Regions from separate parts of the Mus musculus genome. Here regions 1 and 2 are each linked to region 3. Evidence: chromatin contacts called from public promoter capture Hi-C data. All regions are on one chromosome and are shown on one strand. The core of a region is the stretch at or near the end of the contact, and the rest is flanking DNA. Distances in the headings are between cores, read along the strand shown.

What was found. Promoter capture Hi-C pulls out the DNA fragments that hold promoters and counts their contacts.
Region 1: a promoter capture Hi-C map of pre-B cells shows a contact between it and region 3, with 3 times the contacts expected there. The contact joins the promoter of Tdp2 here to the promoter of Slc17a4 in region 3. A contact is called at or near these places in 7 of 39 promoter capture datasets (the HPC-7 cell line, HPC-7-derived erythroid cells, cranial neural crest and 3 more) and 4 of 115 datasets of contacts at active chromatin or transcription factors (the 230-238 cell line, large pre-B cells, microglia and 1 more).
Region 2: a contact with region 3 is called in a promoter capture Hi-C map of pre-B cells, with 4 times the contacts expected there. The contact joins the promoter of BC005537 here to the promoter of Slc17a4 in region 3. A contact is called at or near these places in 6 of 39 promoter capture datasets (the HPC-7 cell line, hematopoietic stem and progenitor cells, hippocampal neurons and 2 more) and 3 of 115 datasets of contacts at active chromatin or transcription factors (embryonic stem cells, large pre-B cells and pro-B cells).

The regions. Positions count from the first base shown.
Region 1 is chr13:24,830,358-24,834,207 of GRCm38.p6, forward strand. It overlaps Tdp2 (tyrosyl-DNA phosphodiesterase 2), which reads left to right and starts at 1,302. Exons shown (of 7, transcript NM_019551.2): 1 at 1,302-1,572; 2 at 1,653-1,738. The coding sequence starts at 1,375. It overlaps Acot13 (acyl-CoA thioesterase 13), which reads right to left and starts at 1,132. Exons shown (of 3, transcript NM_025790.2): 1 at 869-1,132. The coding sequence starts at 949.
Region 2 is chr13:24,800,364-24,804,144 of GRCm38.p6, forward strand. BC005537 (cDNA sequence BC005537) reads left to right here and starts at 1,294. Exons shown (of 5, transcript NM_024473.3): 1 at 1,294-3,146. The coding sequence starts at 3,018.
Region 3 is chr13:23,912,909-23,916,553 of GRCm38.p6, forward strand. Slc17a4 (solute carrier family 17 (sodium phosphate), member 4) reads right to left here and starts at 2,099. Exons shown (of 12, transcript NM_177016.3): 1 at 2,018-2,099.

The DNA of each region.
Region 1 (3,850 bases), core at 52-2,551, 920 kb after region 3:
TCTTTCTAAAAGTCACTGTCAAATGCTGTCCTTAGTTTTGAAATATTTCCTATTGGAAAACATTAAATATATTTACCTAAGGGTTATTTCCTATTTTTTTGACACTTTATGAACATAGTTAAAAAATTCTAAGAGGGGGCGTGTTCAGGAAAAAGATTTCAAATGCCTGTTGTTGACCAAAATTTATATTTCATGCCCAAATTCTTTTTAAATTTCCAAGTATTTTTTCTTAATCAGAAAAATAGACATGCGTGCATTAAAACATTTATTAAAAAGTCTGCAGCAAGTTCTAAGGTTAAGTGTCTTTCTACTCTGACAATACCACGCACTGGACTTCTGCTACGGATATTTATTAAGGATTGCTTCCTATAGAACACAATGTCTATAAAGTCTGGAAAACAGTAGTCTACGTTAGTTCATGTGGAATGGCAGGGTGCAGGCACTGGTCCTGGTTAACTCTGTAGACTCCCAGGCCAGCCTGGACTACAAGGGTTCTCAGCCAACAAACGTTACATAGTTACATAGACCTAGTTACAAAGACCTAGTCTCAAAAGCAAGAAATACAACACACGTACAGGTGGTTCTCGCATTCACTTCCGTACCTCAAACCTCCTTGACTCTTAAGAAACAATTCCTATATACTAGCCCTGCAGGCTCCAGCGTCCCTTAAATGGTACGCTGACATTTTTTCTCCACACACTCCAACAGTTTGCTGGTTAAAAAAAAAACAAAAAACAAAAAACCAAACATGCTTATTTACGTTTCGATGAGAATCCACGCCACGCACTTCCCCTGCGTTTGCGAGGCCACTAAGGTGTTTTACTAGGTTCGTCCCCTTCACCAGATACTTCGCCTACAATAAATATACCTTTTCCAAAACTCTATCAAAACCGGGAACTTTGAACATAACCTTCATTACTTCTCGTAGGTTCTGGGTCATGCTGCTCATCGTGGACGCAAAGCAAGAGTCTGGGCTCTGCGAGAATGAACTCTGGAAGAGACGTTTGTGAGAGGACAAGGGTGTGGAAGGTCAAGTCTGCAAGCCCGGCCGCTGTCGCGTCGTGCTCGGGAGAAAGGATCGCGCGCCCCGGTCGCCCTGGTCCTAGATGATCACGGGTTACCTTCACTCTTTAGCGCCCCAGCGCGCACGCGCAACCTTCAGGCCTCCTCGGCCCCTCCTTCCCCTCCCCTCCCCCTCCCCCTCCCCATCTGCGCCTCGCTGGCCGCGGACGGGGACCAGAGAGGGCGGTCTTCTTGCCGGAAGGTTGACGCGGACGCGCTTGCACGCTGCGCGCCTGCGCAGGTTCCGGCGTTCGCGATCAGTCGCGCGGGAAGCAGCGTGAAGAGCGGGTGTTTTGAGGGGACCCTGCGGCGATGGCGTCTGGCAGCAGTTCCGATGCGGCGGAGCCCGCAGGGCCGGCAGGGCGGGCGGCGTCGGCGCCCGAAGCAGCACAGGCGGAGGAGGACCGGGTGAAGAGGCGGCGGCTTCAGTGCCTGGGCTTTGCGTTGGTGGGGGGATGCGACCCCACGATGGTCCCCAGCGTCCTGCGGGAGAACGACTGGCAGACGCAGGTCAGTTCGCGTCTCTCGCTTCCGCCGCTCTCCCCCGGGAGGCGGGGCGCGCCCTGCAGCCTTGTGCCTTTGCTTTTCAGAAAGCCCTGAGCGCCTACTTCGAGCTGCCAGAGAACGACCAAGGGTGGCCGCGCCAGCCTCCCACGTCCTTCAAGTCCGAGGCCTAGTAAGCGACGGGGGTCGCGGGCTGCTCGCCGAGGGCGGGGAGGGACCGCCTGCTGGGCTTGGGCGTCCGAGGACCGGGACCTGGAAAAGGGCGGCCGGCGCCCCAGAGCTGGAAATCTCAGGGAATGCTTCCGAGGATGCAGGGTCACTTCCCAGCGGGACTTGTCTTTGTTGTTTTGGGACGAGTCTCACTGTGTAGCGCTTGGCTGGCCTGGAACTCGTCGTTATTTGAACCAAGCTGGCCTCGAACTCAGATCAGCTTGCTTCTGCCCTCTCAGTGCTGGCACGTTGAAGGCACATACTAGAACTGGCTTCCAACGTGATTTATTTTATTTTATTTTATCTTATTTCTTAAACCTGAAGATTATTTTATGTATTTTGAGGCAGAACCTCACCCTTTATCCCTGGCTGGCCTGAGCTTGGTGTGTAGACTAGGTTGGCCTCAAACACAGATCTACCTGCCTCAGAATCGAATGGGCTGGATTTAGAGTGCCCACCACCACACTGGGATGGAATTTTTGTTTAATGTTACCGTTATTTGTTCTTTTTCGAGACAGAGGCTTGCAATAATCCTGACCTCCAGCTCTCTTCCAGCCTCCCTTTTGCTAGCATTGCATCTGATTCCAGCACTCCCTACCCGAACTTTTTATTTGAGCCATATATGTCCAGGCTGACTTGGAACTCCTTTGTGGTCAAGGCTTGCCTTCCATTGGCCCAGTACTGGGATTAAAGGTTTGTGAAACCCTGGCTACTGAAATACACTTACTGACCTGAAATATTGGTGATATGTAAACTGAAGATTAGAAAAAAAACAGAGGTAGAGATTTTCTCCTGAAGAATGGTAACCTGTAAGTCTCCTTGTTTCTGCATAGTTTATCTGCTCTCCTCTTGCCAAAGAACGATAGTTTTTCTTTTGAGACAGGTTTGTTTCAAGTTTGATTAGTTTGGCACAAGTTTGTGTGTAGTTCAGGCCGGCATTGAGCTCCTAGCAATCTTGCCTCAGCCTGTGGGAACTAAAAACCATACCAGCCAGGTTTAATATTTGTTTTTAGTGTATGCTGTTCCTGTTGTCTCAATGCCCTGCCTCCGATTTTCATTGTTGTTGTTCTACAGTTTGCAGAATAAAACTAAGGTGCCGTACTGGGCCTTGTACACGAATTGGCCACTGTTCTTTCCAGAGTGTCTTACATGGGAGTTGTCTGTGTCAGAAGAGACGGGCAATCATCATAAAACAGCTGTGCTGAAAATTACGTGGGAAGTTGTTTAGAAAATGTTGGGTCTGCACACTCCAGAGGTTATAAATAAATAAAGAGTGGAGTCCACCTATCCAGTACCCCCTCCCCACCTCCTCCAGTTACTTGTGTGTAGGTTAGACAACAACTCTGGTCTGGTTGGAGGCAGGGTTTCTTTATATAGCCCTGGCTTGTCCTGGAACTCACTCTGTAGACCAGGCTGGCCTTGAACTCAGAAATCCGTCTGCCTCTGCCTCCCAAGTGCTGGGATTAAAGGCGTGTGCCCACTGCCCAGCCCCAGAAGAGGGCATAAGAACCCTTGAAACTGGGGTTAGTTATGAGCTATGCATGCTGCAGTTCTAGGACTTGAACCCAAGTCCTCTGAAAGACCAAGTACTCCTAAAGTGATCTCTTCTGTCTCAAATGTTTTTAGTTAAAAATGAAGGGCCTAAGATCAGATAATGTTCTGAAATTGCTTAGCCTTTTCTCTTTGGTAAGGCTGCAGAAAAAGTATAATATTGAATGTTAGAAAAGAAAGCTTTCTGAGATGGGTGAAGTTCCAAAAGGAACTTGGCATTAAACATAGTTTTTGGTTCTCTTTAAAAATACTTTTATACATACAGATGATTTTTAGCCAGATGTGGTAGCTTATGTTACTTGGGAAGCTGAGGCAGGATTGCCAAAGGTTTGAGGCCAGCTTAGCCAAAGTATTGAGTCCTAGGGCAGGCAGTCTGGATATATACTTGCTAAAGTTCCTACTTTATAAGCTTGTAAGTTTGAGCCTTGCAGGTATACATTTCGAGACCTTGTTTCAAAGAGGGTGTTTACATTTCATATTTTGCTTTAGAATTGGTACTAAACTATCTTGCATCAAGACCTTG
Region 2 (3,781 bases), core at 44-2,543, 890 kb after region 3:
TCAGTCTTCCGGGTTTCTTCCTCACTCTGGCCCTTCCAACACCCATTTTTCCGCCCACTTCCCCGGCTTTGGCTTTTGAGCATCTCTGGAGCAGTGATTCTCAACCTCCCCATTGCTAAGATCCTTCAGTACTGTTCCTCATATTGTGCTGACTCCCAACCGTAAATTTCTGTTGCTACTTCTTAACTGTAATGTTGCTGCTGTTATGAATGTTAATGTTTTCCGATGGTCTTAGGCAACCTCTATAAAAGGATCATTGGATTCTCCCGTATGGGGTGCGACCCACAGGTTGAGAACCGCTGCTTTAACAGGACCCCCACCCTACCCCACCCCCTAAGTCCAACTACCGCTCCCCAGCATAGCCCAGGGTGGAGCTACTCTCTCCGCTTCGTCATGGAGGGCGTAGGGGGCGTGCTCTTATGACGTAAAAGGACGGGGCGGGGGAGACCTGGACAGCCTGACGGAGGGACAGAGGGGCGGAGGGAGTGGCGGGAGACCCTTGCCACGCCTTAGGACTTTCCATATTGATAAATAGGGGAAATGTGTGTTCTCAAACACCCCTAGGAAAAGAAGTATCTTACTGAAAGCCTAATTTCAAAGCTACTCACTATTTATACCGACTTTTATATGTCACACATTACTAGCTTTTCGGTTTTTCTGTCTCCATAACTGTGAAAACCTTCACGCTTCTTTTCCCGCCTCCCCCTTCAGTTTTTGCCACAGATGGTAGCGTCCGGGGCGCGCGCAGGCGTAGAGCGCTCGGGGCGGTGCCGCGGAGGGGCGGGTGACGCAGCAGCCGTCGCTGCCATTTTAAGTTGTTTGTTCTTGTTTCTTTTCCTCAAACGCGACTCAGCCCCGGACCCGGGAGGTTCCAGCGGCAGCCGCTGCTTCTGAAGCCACTCCGGTGCGGGGGGTGGGGGAACCGAGGCTGTGGCCCCGCGGACGCTCGACCTCCTCCTCCGTTGCGGCTCTCTCCCCCCATCCGTCGGGGCTCTCTCTTGGACTATCTTCCTGAACCGGACTGTTGGGCGAAGCAGGCCTCGGGAGCCGACGCTCGAACCGAGACAACTTTGCCGGGCTCACTCCGCGGACAGGCCGTAGCGCAGGGCTCCCCTCCTTCCCTCTTCCCTCCCGCGCGCTTTCCTCTTCCTCGCCGTCTCCCCCCTCCCCCTACCAACCCCGCGCCGCGTCCTTCCCTCCGTCGCCGCCCGGGGCGCCGAGCCCGACTATGGGGCCCAGGTGGGGGCTGAGTGGCGGCAGCAGCGCGCGTGGCCCGGCCACAGAGCGCAGCGCAGCGGGCATGGAGGGGCTCCGTCGGCCCGTCGTGTTCTCTTGACATGGCTCCCGCCCGCGCCACGAGCAGCGCCCCCGCCGCCGCCGCCGCCTCCTCCTCCGCAGCCGCCGCTCCGCCCGCAGGCTGCGGCTAGACGGCCCACCGACGGTCGGCCTGCGAGTCCCGCTCTCCTCTCCGCGGGGACCCCGCCCTGCCGCCTAGATCCCGGCCTCTCTGTCCCCTTGGGAAACCACCCAGCCGCCCCCACTCGGGAAACATGGGCTGTTGAACGGGAAAAGCGAATCTAGAACCCGGGAACTTCATTCCTTGCTTTTTTTTGGGGTGGGAGGGTGGGCTTCCTTTTAAGAAGTAATTATTATTAACACGATTATTCTCTTCTTTTCCCCTCCTCCCAACTGATCCTTCCTACTTAACTCTCTTCCCGCCTCCTCTACCCGGGCGGGAATTGTTTCCACATTGAAATGAGTGAGAACCCGAGTGATCCAGTGTCTCCCGTGGTGCGAGTGAGTCGCTGCCGCTGAAGGCCAGGGGTTGTGGGTGGGACCTGGGGGTCGAAGGCAGGTGATCCCCGGGCCCGGCCTGGGACGTGGGAGAACCCGCCACCTTAGCCTCAGCCATGCTCACACGAAGATAATCGAACTCCCTACCATCCCGAACTTGAACGGGGTCAAATTTATACGGAGGGCTCCCCGGGGAATGTAGAACCCACCGCAGGGCTAAGGGTGCTTGGATCCCGGGCATTAATCAGGGCTAATCACAGAGCCGGAATAACTATTAATACCGTTTAATAGACCCCCCTTTCCCTCTGCCATCATGGTTCTCCTTGGCAGCAGCGTTCGCAGCCGCCTGAGGGTGAAAACGTGGGTGATGGGGAAGTTGGTAATGACTCCGCTGTTTTTTCTCATGACTCCTTTGGGCAACAGCTGTCCACCCCCGGTATACACTGTAGTTGATTGCAGGGAAACCCTGTACCTCTCCCCTTCTTTCTCTGCTGATTTTGCACTTTTCTCTTTGCTCACCACCAAGTGTAATCAATAGCAAAGCACTGACAGTTCATAGCAGTAGTGAAATCTGAAATAACTAAGAATTAATCAGGTACTACAGCCATGGATCTGGCTGGGTAAAATCCAACTGGGGATTTCAGTTTCATTCACCTACCCTGTTTTGGTGGTTTTCAGTTTTTGGGTTTTTTGTTTTGGGGGGGGTATTTTTTTTTTCCCTGTATTTGGGAAGCAACATCACAATTTTCCCTCCCTTTTCTCAATTTCTTAATCCCTTTTCTGAAAAGGGACTATGCGAATGGGTTTCAAGGATTGGACCGGTGTCAGCTGTGTTTTACTGCGCACCTAAATCCTGATGATCGGTTTTTCATTTTCCCCTCAATGGCTTTTATTTTGGCAGTTTAGCCACATGTGTTTTCCAGAAAGTTAGTTCCAAGTTTTTTTCTCCTCTTTCTTTCCTTCCCCTTCACCTTCCCCATCTAACCCCCAAACATTATTGTCCAAACATGACTGGACAGCAACTTTTGTTTCTTGACCCTGTGGTATGACAGTCTGCTAATATTGTTAGAAGGTGCAGTTTGGGGGTTACAGTTGTGATTTAGCTATTCAATCATATTAGCAGGAAAAAAAATGACTTGTTTCTGTTGTACTTGAGTCTTAAGAAAAAGTGCCCATAGTTTAGTGACAATTTCCAAAGGCTTTAGTACCACCTGTATTTCAAAATGGGGGACCCAAACTCCCGGAAGAAACAAGCTCTGAACAGACTACGTGCTCAGCTTAGAAAGAAAAAAGAATCTCTAGCTGACCAGTTTGACTTCAAGATGTACATTGCCTTTGTGTTCAAGGAGAAGGTAATTTAAAGTTCTTACTGTGAATTAGTACAAGTGGGTTTGTAAGTGTGTATTATTTGATACTTCAGTGTTTTATAAATATTAGGTTTAAGAGTGTTTGGAGTAAGACTACTGCTTTTTACTGCTGGGGTTAGTCTGTGAATAGAGACCTTAGAGAAAATGGAGGGCTCATCATATTGACTGAAATAATTCTAAGGGCTTAGTAGAATACACTTTTAGTTGACATTGGACTGTATAACTGAAACTTTTATGTAGAACAAAAGGGAACTTTAGTAAAGTTACATAGGATGTCTCCATGTAGGTGACATTTCTTAAGATATAGTTAATGAAGGAATACATTTAAACTTCAGAAGCAGCTAAAAACTGAAATGGTAAATTTTTGTTTAGAATTGCTATTTTTTTAACGTTAAAAATCAAGAGGATGTTGGGTGTGTGTTTATGATCTAGTTCCATAGTTAAATATTAGATGAATTTGAGTGAAAGGCAAACAGAATTCAATGAAAGCAGTATTGTTTTGCAATTCAAGATGGACATTTGTCAGTAGGGCTGTTTGACATAAGATTGGGTTATGAATAAAAGAAGTGCAAACTTTGACTTTTGCACTGAAAGTGGTCTGCCTCTAATGAGAAATGTAA
Region 3 (3,645 bases), core at 849-3,348:
AAAGCTTGTGATGTCTTCACAGTAGCAGGTGCAAAAAATGCTAGGGAAAGACGTACAGGTTCCATGTCAACAAGAAGTGGATGACTTGAGAGAAATCACAAGATGCTCAACAGCAGAGGAAAGAATGAAATGACAGGAGTTAGCCATTCAGGGAAAGACCACTGAAGTCCTTAGCAGGATATTCACAAGATGCAGCAAGGACTATCCACCCAGTTAAAAAGATACTGCCTGCCTTACATCAGCCTCTATTGACCGAGCCCAGCCCTGGGAGAATTAGAAGCTTTAGTTAGGATGAGAGGAGAGGGGAGTGGCTGACAAAGAAAGCGAACAAAGGGCACCCAAACAGCCCCTTCATTCCAGGGTCCAGCCTGGAATTGGGAGAAGCTGTGTTTTTAGATGAAGTTTGGCTTTTTGTGCTCTCCATCGTATTAGGCCTATTATCCAGGAAACTGGGATTATGAAGTCTGAAAATGGCCATCTTACTACTACTACCTGACCATGAACACAGAAGCGGAGAGGCCGAGCAGATGTAAAGGGAAGTACCGTGGCCAGAGCTTCTGGTAAAGCAAAGCCATTCTTCTCTCGAGGGAATATGAAACATGTTCATATTAAAGATATGTAGAATGGGTCGGGTTTGTGCTTCCCTGTCTGTGCAAATGTTACCTAACACCCAGGCGTGTCGCTACTATAGCTGCAAGTGGACAGATACCGACAAGATTCCAGCTTACACCATCTGCAATTCAGAATAAAATTGACAAACAACTTAAATCCAAACCAACACTGGCAGAATGAAATGGGTCAAGCCTGAGATTGTGCTTGGAAACCTAAAACCATCTGCTGACTCTTGTTCACACCTTAGGGAGACTGGTTGGACAGAAGAGTCTCTCACTCATGGAACTGAAGACAGGATTCAGGCCAGCTTTTTCCTTTCTAGCTTTCCAGACCCTTGCAGTGACGCAATGCCTCAGAGTTCACCAGCCTCTGGCTCATTCACTGACCCAGTAAACATATGTGCAATAAATGGAAGGCTTGCTTCCGTGGCTTTCTCCAGCATGACTGGAGGTTTGCTCGCATGAGTGGCTCTGCGTCTACTTAAACAGAAGACCTTAATCTCTGGAGTTTGTCAGTTAGAGGAAGAGGGTTGGACAAGGCTGCTGAAGGGCAAAAGACATGACCACAGACAGCATGCAGGACACATGCTCCAGTGAGTCACAGAGTACAATATGATAAGAAAGAAAAACAAGAATGGCCTAGTTAGGAAGGAAGCAGAAGAGTACAGATGATAACAACTAAGGGGCTGACAGTGAGAACATACGATCTGCCTATTCTAACCACCCAGTCTGTTGGTATACCGTGGCTGTCTCTGAGCTGAGAGGGAAGTCCTCTCCCAGGAACATGACAGCAAAAGAAAAGAGCACTCTGGACCACTGCATAAAGCCATAGGGGGTTTTATTTGCTTCAGTCCCCCATTCTCCCATGAAAATTCTGTTTACTCTGGTTTTTTTGTTAATTTGACCTTTGAAGCCTATTAAAAATATTCTTTAAAACAACAGGGTGTTTTGGTTTGGTTTGGTTTGGTTTTTTTGCCTCAGTCTGTTTGGTTAGTGCTGTTTCTACAAACTAGTGTATCTCACAAAAACAAGTTAAATGCATGAGTGCTTTGTGCAATTTTCCAGCGTCAGTAACCCTAAGAAATGCAAGACCTGACCTTACGATTGGTGTTCCCTTCTAGTTGCTTCAGACAGTATTCTCTCTCCCTTTCTCCCTGTTTCCTACCTTTCCTGTCCCCACCCACCCACCGCTGGCTTTTGTCTCCCTCTTCCATGTCTGTCTTCCTCCCTCCCTCTCCTTCTGGAGTTCCTATAGACCTCGTTTGTTTTAGGAAAAAGCAGCCTCCTGTCTCACTTTTCACAACCATCTCCCAAAAGAAACCCAGTCCTGCACACCACCTATAATCTCAACAGGAAAAGGTCCGTTCCCACACCGTCAGAACCAGAGCAAGAACTGGAAAGCAAACCTGAGGAAGGCGGAGAGCCGGCTCTTGGCTGGGATCCTATCGGTTTCTCAGCTTTCTGCAGCTGTCTAACCCAGAGGAGTGAATTATTACTCAGGGCCTTTAGCTTTTATCTTACCAAATGGAGGCTTTTATTGGCTCAACCATTTAATTTTTAACTTTGTTTTATTATTTAATTGATGACCTGACCATGTTCACTCTATCTTCCTCATACTTGAAGTTCATGTGAAGTCACATACATCTTCCCAGATTCTCTGTGGGTCCTGCTACTACTCTTGCTTGCCTCATTTTTAACTTTTACATTATATGTGATTATTTATGTGTTAGAGTGTGTGTGGGTAAGTTTTCACTTATTGAGGTCAAAGGACAGCTTTCAAGACTGGGTTTTTCCCTTCCACCATGTTGATCTCAAGGTCACAATTCAAGCTATTGAGCACAATGACACTTATCTTTCCCTGCCAAGCTATCAGGTCAACCCTCTGAGCAGCTCATTAATGGCATCTTCATCATCTATGATCTCAGGAGTACAATAATCTTCATAGATAGGGTTACATCTTGTCTCTTAAGTGGCTGTTTTCCACCATATCCATGTTTAATAGAACTAATTTTACACAGAGAGCAGCTATAGGCCTACTGACCTTATAGAAGCCAGACACTTAGAGCTTAACATATTCTCAGGCCAGAGGCTTACTGCTCTAGGATTAATCTAGTGGTCTCAGCACTTGGTCCTCAGCTTCCAGCAGTGGTGCACACAACAGAGCCAGCGACATCCGGGGCTGCAGCTCTCGTACAAGCATCCAATCTTGGGACCTACGATGATAGATGTTGCGCTGTTTAGGATTCTGAGCTGTTGACAGACTCTTTTGCAGCTAATGGACCCGTGGTATCTGAGACCCTTTTGGTAGGTCTCTGGAACTCTTCCAATGACCTCATTTTCCTGTCTTCAGCTCTTCCTGGCTTTCGTGATCTCTGCCCTACCATCGCTGCTACCTTTGCTGCCTCCGCTGTGACCAGTGCTGCTGATTGATCCACGGTTGCAACTGTCACCCTTAAATCCTCTGTCCCCTCACCCTTCCTTCCTGTTACCAACTCATCCTGCTCTAAAATGATAAAGATCAAGCACAGGTGAGAATAGATCACCTGAGAGTTCTATCTTAGGCCTCAGGCTCATGCTGCTACATCAGGATGTTGTCTCTCACCAGAGTGACAAAGTGAACCAAACAACCTGTTAATGTAGCCAGAACAAGGTACAGCAAGGAGTCTGCCCTGTCCTCCAAACATTGCTTCTTCCAAATGAACCACACTTGCATCCTCCAGAGGGGCCTCTGCAAATGGAGCATTGTAGGCGCCAACCATAGATCTCTTTGTGGTCAGCAGTCTCTGGCTAGTGGGAGGCTTCTGACACAGTCTGGGAAATGTCAGGGCTATGTCTGAGCAGCTGGCAGCTGTGGCTGATATATTACCTTCTCAAGTGTTTTGTGGGGAATTCAAAATAGCAGAGCTGGCATGAAGGGAGGGTTGCTGGCTGTGGAGTAGACAGTGCTTCTACCAAGGCAACCAGAAGAATCTAAAAATTATTCATTAGGAAATCAAGTGGGCCTCAATACCTTAGCTTATTTAAAAGAAAAATG